Regions from separate parts of the Mus musculus genome. Here regions 1, 2 and 4 are each linked to region 3. The links are chromatin contacts, called in public HiChIP or PLAC-seq maps. All regions are on one chromosome and are shown on one strand. The core of a region is the stretch at or near the end of the contact, and the rest is flanking DNA. Distances in the headings are between cores, read along the strand shown. Region 1 overlaps Gm21388 (a long non-coding RNA gene). Region 2 overlaps Sox2ot (SOX2 overlapping transcript (non-protein coding)). Region 3 has its middle 76 kb from the start of Gm38512. Region 4 overlaps Gm34941 (a long non-coding RNA gene).

Region 1 (2,926 bases), core at 352-2,851, 640 kb before region 3:
ACGGTTTTGTGGCTCATGGTAATGCTGGTAGCGCTGAGCTCAACATATTGGTGCTATAATGGGACTCAGGATTAAATGGCAGAGGAGACTTTCAAGAGGTGTGAGATAGGTAAGTCAAGACAGGAGACATCAAATTTCCTTCCAAGTAACAGGTAGAAAATTGGACCTTGTAGGAAAGTAAAAGGCACAAACCTGTCGTGATAATCAGAAACTGCTGTTGGTCATCACTGGCCTTTCTAGACTGTTCCGTGCATTTTAACTGTGAAGACTAAATGAGCGAGCTCAGTTTTGCCTTTGCATTGCAGGATTTGGCTCCAGCATCTGCCCCAAATTAATTGCCACGGTTGATTTGGCTGATGTAATTGGCGAGACCCTGTCTCCTCACTGCTCCCTGGGTACTTCTCCATATGGAGTTATTTAATTAGACAGAAATAAAACTCCTCATTCATTCATTCATTCAACAGAGATTTATTACTTGTCCATGGTGTAGACTGTGCTCGCTGCTGAGGGGCAGGGCAGGCCTGTGACAGACACAGCACCCTTCACGCTGAAGTGGCCTGATTTACAGAGGGTCTTCACCCCCACCTGCATAGTCACAGGTATTGAACGCCCCCACTCCCACCTTCTACTTCCAGTATTTGTTCAACTAACTTCTTCCTTGGTGATATCTGCCTTGGACATTAACAACCCCTACAGAAATGTATCCCTTCTTGGCTGCTTTTAAATTTTCTTTTAATTCCCAGTCATAACAGTATCAAATATATCTTTAAAATGAAACTCCCTTCTACCTTACATTTTTCAAACAAATAAACAAACAAACAAAGACAAAACAAAACAAAGCAAACACCGCCCCCTCAGCTCGCAAGGTTTATTGGGTCTACGATCTGAACTTCTAAAATCTGCTTCAACACCTGTTGCCGTTGCTTTCCTGAAAATCCCTGCTAACTTAAACATAACGATAGTGTTTGACATTGTTGCTCCCCCCCCCCCCCCCATAGGATCATTTGTTTATTTGCCGAGTTGCCTGAACTAGTACAAAGGGAAAAGCTGAAAAATCTCAGACACAAGGTTTCTGGGAGATAGTGTGGTAGGCTCTGGAGAAGATGCCAAAGGTTGGTTGTGCTGAGACAGGAAGCCTTGCTTTGCCTGCACGCTGCCTACCCAGTACTTGTATGTACGTGAGGCGAGCGAGGGCCTCTATGGCTTATGGATCCATTTCCTTACAGGGCAGAAAAGAAACACATTTTGGCAGAGAAGAGTGGGATAGGAGGAGGTGGCCACGGAGCCTGAAGCAGAAAGACACAGATGCCCAGATAGTGGAACGCCACATGGTGACTGTAAGTAGGCACTTGATCTGTGTTCCTGGAACCCTGTTTCAGGGCTCAGTGAAATTGAGAATTCACAATTATTCGATTAATTTGATGAATGTTCCAAATTAGGAACTCCAGGTCAGGGTTTGTTTCCGACCTAAATTATACAGTGCAGTTGTCTACAGTGATCAAATTAACCAGCTGATTGCCAAATCCCCCTTTCTCTCCATCCCCTGTGGACGCAGCTTAAAGAACTAATAGCTCACTGGACTCTGCCCCAGTCTATTTTGGGATAATTGGTGCCTTTGTGCTCCTATCCCTGCAGCTTGGTATCAAACACTGCTGCTTTGTGCAGAACATGTCAGTTGGCGATTTATTACCCCAAAATGCACTCTTTCTCCTGTGAAAGCTTATCAATCGGGACCTTGGAGGCAATTTCCAGACTCCCCCAGGAAACTCCTATTTTATTGCTATGGAAAATATTTGATTCTTTGTGGAAAATATTTTCTTCCTAAAATGAATCCATTTGAGGTTTGGGATGCTCAGTGACTTTACATTTCCCCCATCGTTACTTCACGGCACATCCATGTTCACTGGAACTCGTCCTAAATGACGAGGATCAATGATCGTCACTTCATAAGGAATAAGGAAAACGAGTCACAGCGAAGCGATGGCCAGGGGACGCTTTACTCTTTACCACAGAAGTCTCTCCTTCCTAAGTCAGTCACTGCTGCTACTGAGGCTCAGAGGTGGTGCAGGCGATTCCTGGAGTCATCTCTTCTGAGACTTTGTGAACCGGTCTTGATGCTGCTTTGAGCTTCTTGGATATGGTCTTTTGTGTATGTGAATGTCTGTGTACAGATTCATACAGGAGTATGTGTGTATCCATGTATCTGTCTGTCTGTGAGCCTGCACACATATAGAGGCTTTTTTTAAAAGCTAGGCTCTCCCGCTGGCCTGGGGTTTACTCTGACTCGCCTGTGAGCCTCAGGGATCCTGTCTCTGCCTCAACAGCTCTGGAATATAAGCATGCACTACTCTGCATAGCTTTTCACATGGGTGAGACTGAACTCATGGCTTTATACTTGGTGAGACCCCATCCTTTGCTCTTGAGCGACACTTTAACAACATTTATCTGCATTAAAAAGAAGCAAGCTGGTTCCTGCTAACTTTATCTCTCCTCGGTCCTCACTCTCCAAGACTCTGATGGCTGAAGACGCTCTTAAAGGCCTTACTTCCTGTTTTAGTTTGTCAGCAGATCACTCTAGCGAGGATGCTGCTTCAGTTTGGCCATGGCTCAAACTCAAGTGCATGCTGATGTTTGAACACCCATGTCCAAATTGCTGTGGTGTGGGAGATTTGTCACGTGCTCGTATGGCTATGTTTTAGAAATGGTAGCATGTGTTCCCTTGCTCTTGGCTTTTAATTTGGTTCATGGTTCAAGTCTCAGGATAACAAGTTGGCCTGGCTGCTTTACTGGTGCAGAGGAGGAGGGCTGGTGTGCCAGCAGGACTCAGGATGCTTAGGGAAGCTCTGCTTCCTGGTCTTGACCCCGACTCTGATAAAGGAAAGCTTAAGGCAGAGGGGCCCAGATTCTCAGGGGTTTGTGTTTTTGT
Region 2 (2,736 bases), core at 98-2,597, 810 kb before region 3:
CAAACTGATCAAATGTCCAGTTAGCTGTCTCCATAAACATCAGAGTTGGCCGACCACATCTGGCATGATGTTCCTGGTCCTGACTTCCGCTGTCCCACTTTCACTGGTGACACTTGTTTTTGAAATAGTGACTTGGTACCTGCGCGGGCTTTGTCCCTTCCGTCCCCATTGCTGTTTTCGAAAAGCCTGTGGATCATGATCATGGATGAACTCTGCTGTTTCCTCAGTCCTCCAGCAAAGTTGCCAAAGACAGAGTCTGACAGAGTGCCGCTCGGACATGCGCAAAGCATCCCTTTCCGTTTCCAGCCCAGCATAAACTGGGTGTATATGGTGCATGTCTGCAATCTCAGTACATGGGAGGCACAAGTTCAAAGCTAGCCTGGGCCTGAGCCTGTCTCAAAAGACTAATTGGAATGTGTCAGGTGGCTTCCGAGCGCTTGTAAAATGAGGCTGATTGGAAAGCCTGGCCTTTTGCAGAATCCCTGGTTGTTCTATTTTCTTTCAGAGCTAAGTGGGTGCAGCATACCAACCTTGACTCCAGAAGGCTGAGCAAATTAGAAGTGGGGTGTTTCATTGTCCAACCACAGATGCTAATGATGGTCGACGTAGGAAACACAGACTCCGACAGCCGAGGTGTAGCAATGACAAGTGTCACACATTCATGCTATAAAATGATAAGCTGTGTCACTTGGCCTGTTGCTGTCCGATCTCCCCTTGGCTTTCTTTTTTATTTGTTTGTTTGTTTGGTTGGTTGGTTTTGCTTTTCCAGACTTGGTTTCTCTGTGTAGCTCTGGCTGTCCTGAAACTCCCTCTGTAGATCAGACTAGTCTCAAACGCATCCACCTGCCTGTGCTATTGGAGGGCAGAGATTAAAGGTGTGTGCCACCGTTGTCCAGCTACCTCTAGCTTTCTTCTGCATATGTTTGTTTACTCACATGGATGGTTTGATGCAGGGACAGGGCCACTGTGTTATTTGCTGCACAGGCTGACAGAATTCTCAAGGGTATTTTTACCTACAGTGTGTAAAGAATTTGTGGTGTGCCACTTAGCAGTCAGAAAACATGCCCTCTTAGCAGAGTTTTGGGGAGAGTTAACACGTTTTCTGTAGAATGTATTCTAGAGTAGGTGCATCTGGCAACACGTTTTTAAATGATTTCCTATGAAACAAGTCACTGAGCCGAGTAGAAAACACCATGTCACTGATAACACACTTGGTCCAGTCATGGGTTCCTCTTCTCCTCTGAGTGGCATGCTAGCCTTCCTTCCTTCACGAGGCAAACTGCAGCAAGGCTGCACACGTCTCCAGCAGTGGGGAAGTTGGGACAAAGGCGATTCAAACTGTGCCCTTGTTTTCGGAGTTGCAGGATTTAAATGCTGCAGTACCCTGGCAGTGGCCCTGCAGGCTGGCTTTGGAACTGTTCGGTGCTTAGTTTCTAAATTCTACTTTTAAATCCAAATCCGAATTTTTTTCCCCCATTGGTTCAGGAAAGAAAAAGAAATACCTAATTTGAAATCCTGTTATAAATTCTACGAAAGCCAACTTAGAAGAGCTTAGAAATAGCTCTGAGTCCCACATCTCAATATGCTGTGCTGGCTCCTGTGGTTGTTTCTGAAAGAAGAAAGGGAACACCTGGTCTCTAACCAGGAGGAAAGCGGATTCCGGCACCGGCATCTCGGTTGCTCAGTGGGGGCAGGCCTCTGCACTCCCAGCGATCAGGAAATTTAAAGCCGGTTGGATACATCTGCAAACAGCACATTTCCCAACTTGGGAAATGCCAGTTCGTGTTATTTCTGTGGCTAGGAGTTGCTTAGGATCTGTGACAGCTGAGGTTTTCCTATTGATTTTATGACAATGTTGTTCAGAGAGCTCACAGAACTGAGAAGAGAGGAGAGTCCAGTTTAGCAAGGTGATTCTGAACTCGAGTGCTGTGCCTTAATCAAAGTGCGGAAAATGAAATTCGAGCTCCAGAAAGCTGCAAAGGGGGAATTCGATTCTGAGCCTGAACTTTTATACCTAACTCAACCCTCGGAGGAAGAGGGGTGGGACTGGCTGCTGACTTTGAATACTTATGATTGACCATCGGATGCATCAGCCTCAAAAGAAATCATATCTTATATTAAGGAGGCAGAGAGGTGGCTCAGCAGTTAAGAGTACTTGCTGCTCTTGTAGAGGACCTAAATTCCGTTCCTAGCACCTATGTCAAGCAGTTTACAACTACCTATAACTCTTAGCTCTAGAGAATCTGATGCTTTCTGCCCTCCGTGGGGCACCAGTATTGCACATTGCACATGTGTAATGTGCGCGCACCACACACACACACACACACACACACACACACATGAAACTAAAGATTTTTTTTTTTTTTTTTTTTTTTTGGTAAGAAACCACAAGTGAGGTCATTGTAGTTGATTCTAGATTTGTGAGCATGCCCAATGAGAGCAGCCGTTAGCAGTGTAAGATGGGTGGAGGTCGGGATGAAGGCACCAAACACACATTGCTCTGAAAAATCTTCAAACTCATATTTAGTTCTTAAATAACTTGATGCGCAAGTATTCTTCCGATGTAGCCACAGAGGAAAATACCATTTTTCATCTTGTGCATTATTTTCTCCATGGTAAGGCACCGGCAAGCACACTCATCTCGGTGGAAGTCCAGTGAATCCCAAAACCCCAGGACTTAAACAAACAAACAAAAACACCGGGTCAAGAAAAATTTGTAGGTCAAGGATGCGGAGT
Region 3 (3,021 bases), core at 436-2,935:
GAAATCTGAAAAGGAAGATGGCAATCCACATGGCACCCAAATGAAAAGCTTTCTCCAAATATCTCCAACGAGGTCACAAGACTCCAGGACTCTCAGATGCGGTGTGCTGCATGCATCTCAGCATAGAGAAGTACATGACTGCCTGGCTGAAGTTCCACTTCACTCCACCCAGATTTTGTGGAAGCAACACATCTATAAAGCACAACTGATTCCACCACCCACCCCCGAGAAAAATCCCTGCAAACTGTGTGTCCCCCAAAACGATTCCTTTATTCTCAATGTCTCCAAAACCCAGGTCTCAGAGCCAGCCCCGGTAACACATAAGCTGATGAAATAAAAGTGTTACATTCATGTGTTCCTTAGGTCAAGGTGGTAGTGAAAGCGCTGGCACGTGTCATGAGAGTTAATAGACCCGATTGCCTGTCCCTCTGAGAGGCCTGGCTTTAAATCCAGGTTACATCATGAGTTGGATTGGTGGCACTATCTGTCTCCTGGGAATACGTGTTTGGTTTGTGAAGACGACACATTCAGTATAATTAGTATTCACTGGTGTGGTCAAAGCCCCAGAGAGCTGGAATTCCTATGTACTATAGCCAACCTTCTCTCCTTTTCCCACCCCCCCTCTCTCTCTCTGCTTTTCTTTCTTTCTTGAGGACTGTGGGGGCTGGAGACCTGAGTGAATTTACTCCAGATATCATGAGTTCTCCACATAGAATCAGCTGAAGGCAATTTTCAGCCATTGCTGTTAGAGTATCTAGAGCAGCGGCGACTGTCATCTAGCCAGCACCCAGCCCCCGCACAGGACCACTGATTACACAGTGTGGGTTTCACATAAAGACTTTTCTGGATGAGGCCGGCGGCTGAAAGGGGTTCTGAGCATCTAACAGAGCATCTGCTAACAACCATTAAAGTCATTATTGTTCCTTAGATAAAGCAGGGCACGAACACACAAACAGAGGAGTACTTGCTCACGACATAGAAAGTGTCCTCTCTTCCCAAGCATAACAGAGCCTCTTGTGTATCTTAAACCTGTTTAATTCCCATTTTAGGGGGTCTGTGACAGGCGTCGAGAGGAAGCTGCCAAAGCCATCACTATATTTAGCTGTTTATCACACATCAGCTCAAGGTGGTGTGTGCTGGTAGACATGCCACAAAGCAGAGAAAATGGAAGCTCATGAGTGGGGGGTAGGGGTGGAGAGCGGGGGCGGGGCAGGCAGAAAGCTTTGGGAAGATTCGGAACAGGGAGAAAACTATGATTCTAGTTGTGTCATTTCTAAGTCAAAATAAATAAATGAATGAATGACTACCAAGCTTCTAGGCAGAGTCGTGCAAGGCGATTTTAAAGTTAAAACGGACAGTGAAGAGGTAACGGCAGATTCCGTGGCCCCGAAACAAAGTGGGGGCAACCATTGGTTTCTATGTCCTTGGGGCTGTTCAGTGTGTTTTCTGAGGGCTGTCATCTGGGGACGAGAGAGAGAGAGAGAGAGAGAGAGAGAGAGAGAGAGAGAGAGAGAGAGAGAGAGAGAGAGAGATCTTTAATTTCTCTCACCAAAAGTTGTATGTGCCAGTTTGAAATTCCTGTTTCATCTCTGTGGTCTCCAGATAAATAACAGTCCTCAGGGACTGTGTAGCACATGCCAAGGCGGAAAGGGAGCACCACCGGGCCTGGAGATCAGGGCGGCTTCCCCAGATGCCATCTCCAAAGGGACACCAGTGCTTGGCTTCCCCGATGGTGGCTGATTCAGCGGAGAGCTTCACGTAGAAGCGGCTTTAAGGTTCTCAGGGGTCCCCGACCTCATTAATGATTTTAGGAGAGAGAGGGACACAAGCATGCGAGGGTACCTCCTCAATCCCACGTCCCAAGCCCCGACATTTCATTTTATCTTGTCATTTGTTAAAGGTTTAAGAAAATGGAAACTAATTGCATGTTGCTCTTAAAAATCAGTTTTAAAAATAGTCGGACACAAGCCTGCCAAGTCTAGTGTAACCGTGGCTGAGAGCTGACCCCTAATCAGCCCTCCGGATTGATTCTGGAGGGTCATTTGTATTTTCCTTCCTAACACGCTTCTCTCTCACCATCACTCCCAACAAAACACACTAGTTTAGAATTAAGATCCTTGCTGAGGACCAGCAGAGAAACATAGATGGGTAAATAGTGCCACCTAGTGGCCTGTACGATGCTCAGAAAAAGGAACCTCACGCCCCATTGTGGTTTTGGGGACTGCAAGTCCCCATTCTCACCCTCTGTCATCAAGCATGGGAAACAAAATTTTTCCTCTAGGAGAGAGCAAAAACAAAACAAAACAAAACAAAACAAAGCAAAACAAAAAACCAAAAGCAAAGACCAAACTATACTGTTTCTCTTCACTTAGCCAGGCTTCCAGTCACCTAGTGGGGATACTTCCCAAATCAAAACGAAAACAACAGCTAGCATTTGCGGATGACCTGAGCCAATGTTGTAAAATGCTTTCTTTCTCCAGCTCCTGACAGCTAACCATCTACATGGTCTGATTGTTTTTCGACTGGGGTGACAGCACTTCAGTCTTGGATCACAGCCCTGGATTCTGACAGTGACGCAGTGAAGACATGATTCGCTTCTCCCAGCACACCGCGGCCCTGGGGGCTGGATATGTATAGCGCAGAATAATTAGATCCACATTAAGCATTTACTTAGGGATACAAAAAATGAACTGACAAGAATCCTATCCCCCAAGAATGTATCCTCTCCACGATAATTTAAATGTGTAGAGTACTTCAGAGCGATTACCATTTGAAAGTATCTCCACAGTTTGATAAGGTAATTACGGTACTGATTTTAGAAATGATGTTTTATGATTTGTCCAAGGTCATAAAGATAAGAAGAGGCAGCTGTCCAGATTAGAGCTCATCACTCCACCACAAGGTGCCTCCTTCCCGAGGCAATTGATAGAGATTCCTAGTTTTATAGTGGAGACTGGGAGTTGGGTACTGAAGTGGCAGAGAGCTGACTTGAAGATTGCTGCTGTCGGGCTGAAGAGTCAA
Region 4 (2,700 bases), core at 52-2,551, 790 kb before region 3:
GCCAGAAACCCGTCCCCAGATAAGGAAACAGAGACCCTGGCACACTGAGCTGAACAGCAGTGAGGGCAAGCAGAACTGGAAGCCAGCTGCCACCCGTGCTAGAGGAACAGGTTGGAAAAACGAAAGTTCACCAAAATCACAAATGTCTGAGGCTTGACATATGGCTCGGTTGATAGGGTTCTTGCCTAAAATTCTCAAGGCCCATGTTGGATCCCAAATGCTACTCCGAACCAGGCCAAAGTAGGTTGTGGTAAACACCTGCAGTCCCAGCATTTGGGAGGTAGAGGCAAAAGGATCGATGACTTCAGCCCCAGAGAGAGCAGAAGGCCAATAACGCCACTTTAACAAACAAAGAAAGAGTTAGAAATATTAAAATAGCATCACATTAAGATAATCAGGAGTTTGCCTTTTGATTGGGTCATGTGGTTTTACTTAAAAGTTAAAGCATACAGGTACACACTGGATGGTGTTCGCCTGTCTTCGGGCTGACTTGAACCGTAAAACTTTCAGAAACCCAGAACATCAGTAGAACTTTCCTGGTCAAAATGCTCAGAGGAGCCCACCATGGCCTCAATGGGCCGGGCGGTCCTTCCTTGCTTTGGATAAGGCTTTCGAGATAGGGTCGAATTCGGTCCTGCTCTTCCCCCTAACACATCCGCCCTTGCTTTCTTTGACCTGCAGAGCCCTGTGGGACATAAACGCTATTATATAACGGCCCCTCCCATCGTGCTTTCACTGGCCTTTGATAGGACTTAAAAGGTGATTACATAGCTTCATTTATTTCTTTGAATACTCAAGTTTCATGGTCATTAAAGTAATCACAGACTCATCTCGGTCCCCATGTGAGGGCAATGCGGCAGTCTCTTCTTTAACCAGGATATCTCTCTCTCTCTCTCTCTCTCTCTCTCTCTCTCTCTCTCTCTCCACCCCCCTTTGGTCATCACCTCTCCCCTGCTCGATAGTCCCCTTCCCCCTTCAAACCTACCATAAAAGACTACAATAATTTAAATTTTGTCAACGAATCATGACATTTATTCAACTGGTCTCCAAACCACGAGAAGCTGGGTCTTGCACTGTTGAGAGCAAGCAATAGCAAAGAGCAGCTCAGCAAGGAAAGGGTTAATCGGGTGAGTAAAGGCTATTTTTAAATCTGGCCCCTGTCTGCCAGGCTTGAAAATCTACCCGGTACTGTAGAAATCCTAAATTGCACTGCCCTGCACCCCACTGAAAGTCTTCAGTGCGCTGTAAGACCTCCTCAGCATGGGGAAGATTGGGGGTGAGCCACTGGAGGAGGGGCGCAGTCTCGGCCTTTGTGCTGCAGGCCAGTCACGGAGGTCCTGCGGAGAAGGCGCACAGAAACCCTCGAGGCCCGCAGGAGCAGCCCCGCACAAAAGCGCGTTACATGCTTGCAAATCGCCCCACCGCTGTTATTTTATTTACTGTGGCCTGCGGGACAATTGTTTTCTCTTTGCAAAAATTTTCAGCCTCACGGGCTTTTCTCCTCCTCTGCAGCCATGGTCACTTGTACCACGAGGCCACATAGAGAAGTCCGTCGTCCTTACCGCCCCCCCCCCTCCCCATCTTCCTCAAGGAAGAGGAAAGATCCTGCCTGGGCAGGAGGCCACGGGAGGATGCGATCGATGAGTGCCCGCGTTTTGCTTTTTCTTCCAGGGAGACAAGATTGGAGAGCTGTGTGTTCCAAATAACAACTATCAGTCTCGTCTGGTCTACGTTGTTCTGGCTTTATTTGATTACTTTTGTTAGAGATGATGCCCATACTTTTCCTTGGGAACTTATTTACTGGGATGAGAAAAGGGAAAAAAAGGTCACATAAACTTCATCTGAATCAATTTTGCATCTGTAAATCCCAGTGATTTTTTTTTCCCAATTCTAAAATCGATATAAATGTCATATCATGATGGCTAGACATATGTTGTGAGTTTGACGTTTCTTTGCTTGGAAGGTTTGGAGGAAAAGAAGCTACCAAACCTAGTTATTTTTAAAACTCAAAATGGGTGAGGAATTGGGAACGGCCTGCTTGGTGGGTAGGAGCTTGCCACAGAAGCCTAGGGGCCTGAGTTCGATCCTGGGAACACATGTGGTAGAAGAGACCCAACTTCACAGTCATTCTCTGATGTCCTCCACAAAGGATCCATGACATGTATACACACACACACGCACACACTCGCACACACACACAAAATAATAATACATAAAATTTTAAAAATAAAACATCTCTGGGTGCAAGTTCTTTTTGTTACTCTCGTGTGAGGGCTTTTGCTGCAGCTTGCTTTTAAGACTCTCACAAGATAGCCTTGACTGGCCTGGAAAACACAGATTCACTTCCCTCTGCCTGCCTCTGGAGTTATGGGATTATAGGCATGCACCAATATGTCCCCACCAGTCTGCGGGTTTTGTTTGGTTTTGTGGTGTGTGTGTGTGTGTGTGTGTGTGTGTGTGTGTGTGTGTGTGTGCTTGCTCTAGATGTTCTCCACAGCTACAGCTTTCAGGACACTGATATGTCATATATCTCAAGTGTATACACACTTATGTACCTAGTAGGAGTCCCGAGTCTAATCTCATGGCTAGAGGGCAAAGGTTGCTTGTCCTATCCTTTGATGGATAATGCTTATTTGCTCCTTGCTGCCTAATAAAACAGTATGAAACTTGATTGCCTGAAACAGCTGTCATCCTTTCACT

Evidence for each region. HiChIP or PLAC-seq counts read pairs in DNA pulled down with a chosen protein or histone mark.
Region 1: a contact with region 3 is called in an H3K27ac HiChIP or PLAC-seq map of oligodendrocyte precursor cells, with 6 times the contacts expected there. The contact joins two enhancer-like sites. A contact is called at or near these places in 4 of 115 datasets of contacts at active chromatin or transcription factors (astrocytes, embryonic stem cells and oligodendrocyte precursor cells).
Region 2: a contact with region 3 is called in an H3K4me3 HiChIP or PLAC-seq map of forebrain, with 16 times the contacts expected there. The contact joins two enhancer-like sites. A contact is called at or near these places in 1 of 15 datasets of contacts at CTCF or cohesin (stem cell-derived epiblast-like cells), 6 of 484 Hi-C or Micro-C datasets (cortical neurons, cranial neural crest, forebrain and 3 more) and 15 of 115 datasets of contacts at active chromatin or transcription factors (PVALB interneurons, astrocytes, craniofacial prominence and 12 more).
Region 4: a contact with region 3 is called in an H3K4me3 HiChIP or PLAC-seq map of embryonic forebrain, with 7 times the contacts expected there. The contact joins two enhancer-like sites. A contact is called at or near these places in 1 of 484 Hi-C or Micro-C datasets (embryonic stem cells), 5 of 115 datasets of contacts at active chromatin or transcription factors (embryonic basal ganglia, embryonic forebrain, embryonic midbrain and 2 more) and 1 of 9 other capture datasets (embryonic stem cells).

The regions. Positions count from the first base shown.
Region 1 is chr3:34,836,585-34,839,510 of GRCm38.p6, forward strand. It overlaps Gm21388 (a long non-coding RNA gene), which reads left to right. Exons shown (of 5, transcript XR_880758.2): 2 at 465-599; 3 at 1,227-1,337. Among named protein-coding and RNA genes, the nearest start is that of Gm21388, 11 kb to the left of the region's middle. Within about 2 kb of position 1,602, at least 19 of the 459 cell types and tissues checked have an H3K27ac peak or open chromatin away from gene starts, as enhancers often do. A contact at or near this core is called in oligodendrocyte precursor cells, where this site is marked.
Region 2 is chr3:34,669,869-34,672,604 of GRCm38.p6, forward strand. All of the region lies in intron 4 of Sox2ot (SOX2 overlapping transcript (non-protein coding)), which reads left to right. Among named protein-coding and RNA genes, the nearest start is that of Gm34941, 18 kb to the right of the region's middle. Within about 2 kb of position 1,348, at least 28 of the 459 cell types and tissues checked have an H3K27ac peak or open chromatin away from gene starts, as enhancers often do. A contact at or near this core is called in PVALB interneurons, embryonic forebrain, forebrain and 3 more, where this site is marked.
Region 3 is chr3:35,480,361-35,483,381 of GRCm38.p6, forward strand. No RefSeq gene overlaps it. Among named protein-coding and RNA genes, the nearest start is that of Gm38512, 76 kb to the left of the region's middle. Within about 2 kb of position 1,686, at least 23 of the 459 cell types and tissues checked have an H3K27ac peak or open chromatin away from gene starts, as enhancers often do. A contact at or near this core is called in PVALB interneurons, embryonic forebrain, forebrain and 3 more, where this site is marked.
Region 4 is chr3:34,690,995-34,693,694 of GRCm38.p6, forward strand. It overlaps Gm34941 (a long non-coding RNA gene), which reads left to right. Exons shown (of 2, transcript XR_389667.3): 1 at 1-1,127; 2 at 1,513-1,927. Among named protein-coding and RNA genes, the nearest start is that of Gm34941, 3.0 kb to the left of the region's middle. Within about 2 kb of position 1,302, at least 64 of the 459 cell types and tissues checked have an H3K27ac peak or open chromatin away from gene starts, as enhancers often do. A contact at or near this core is called in embryonic forebrain, where this site is marked.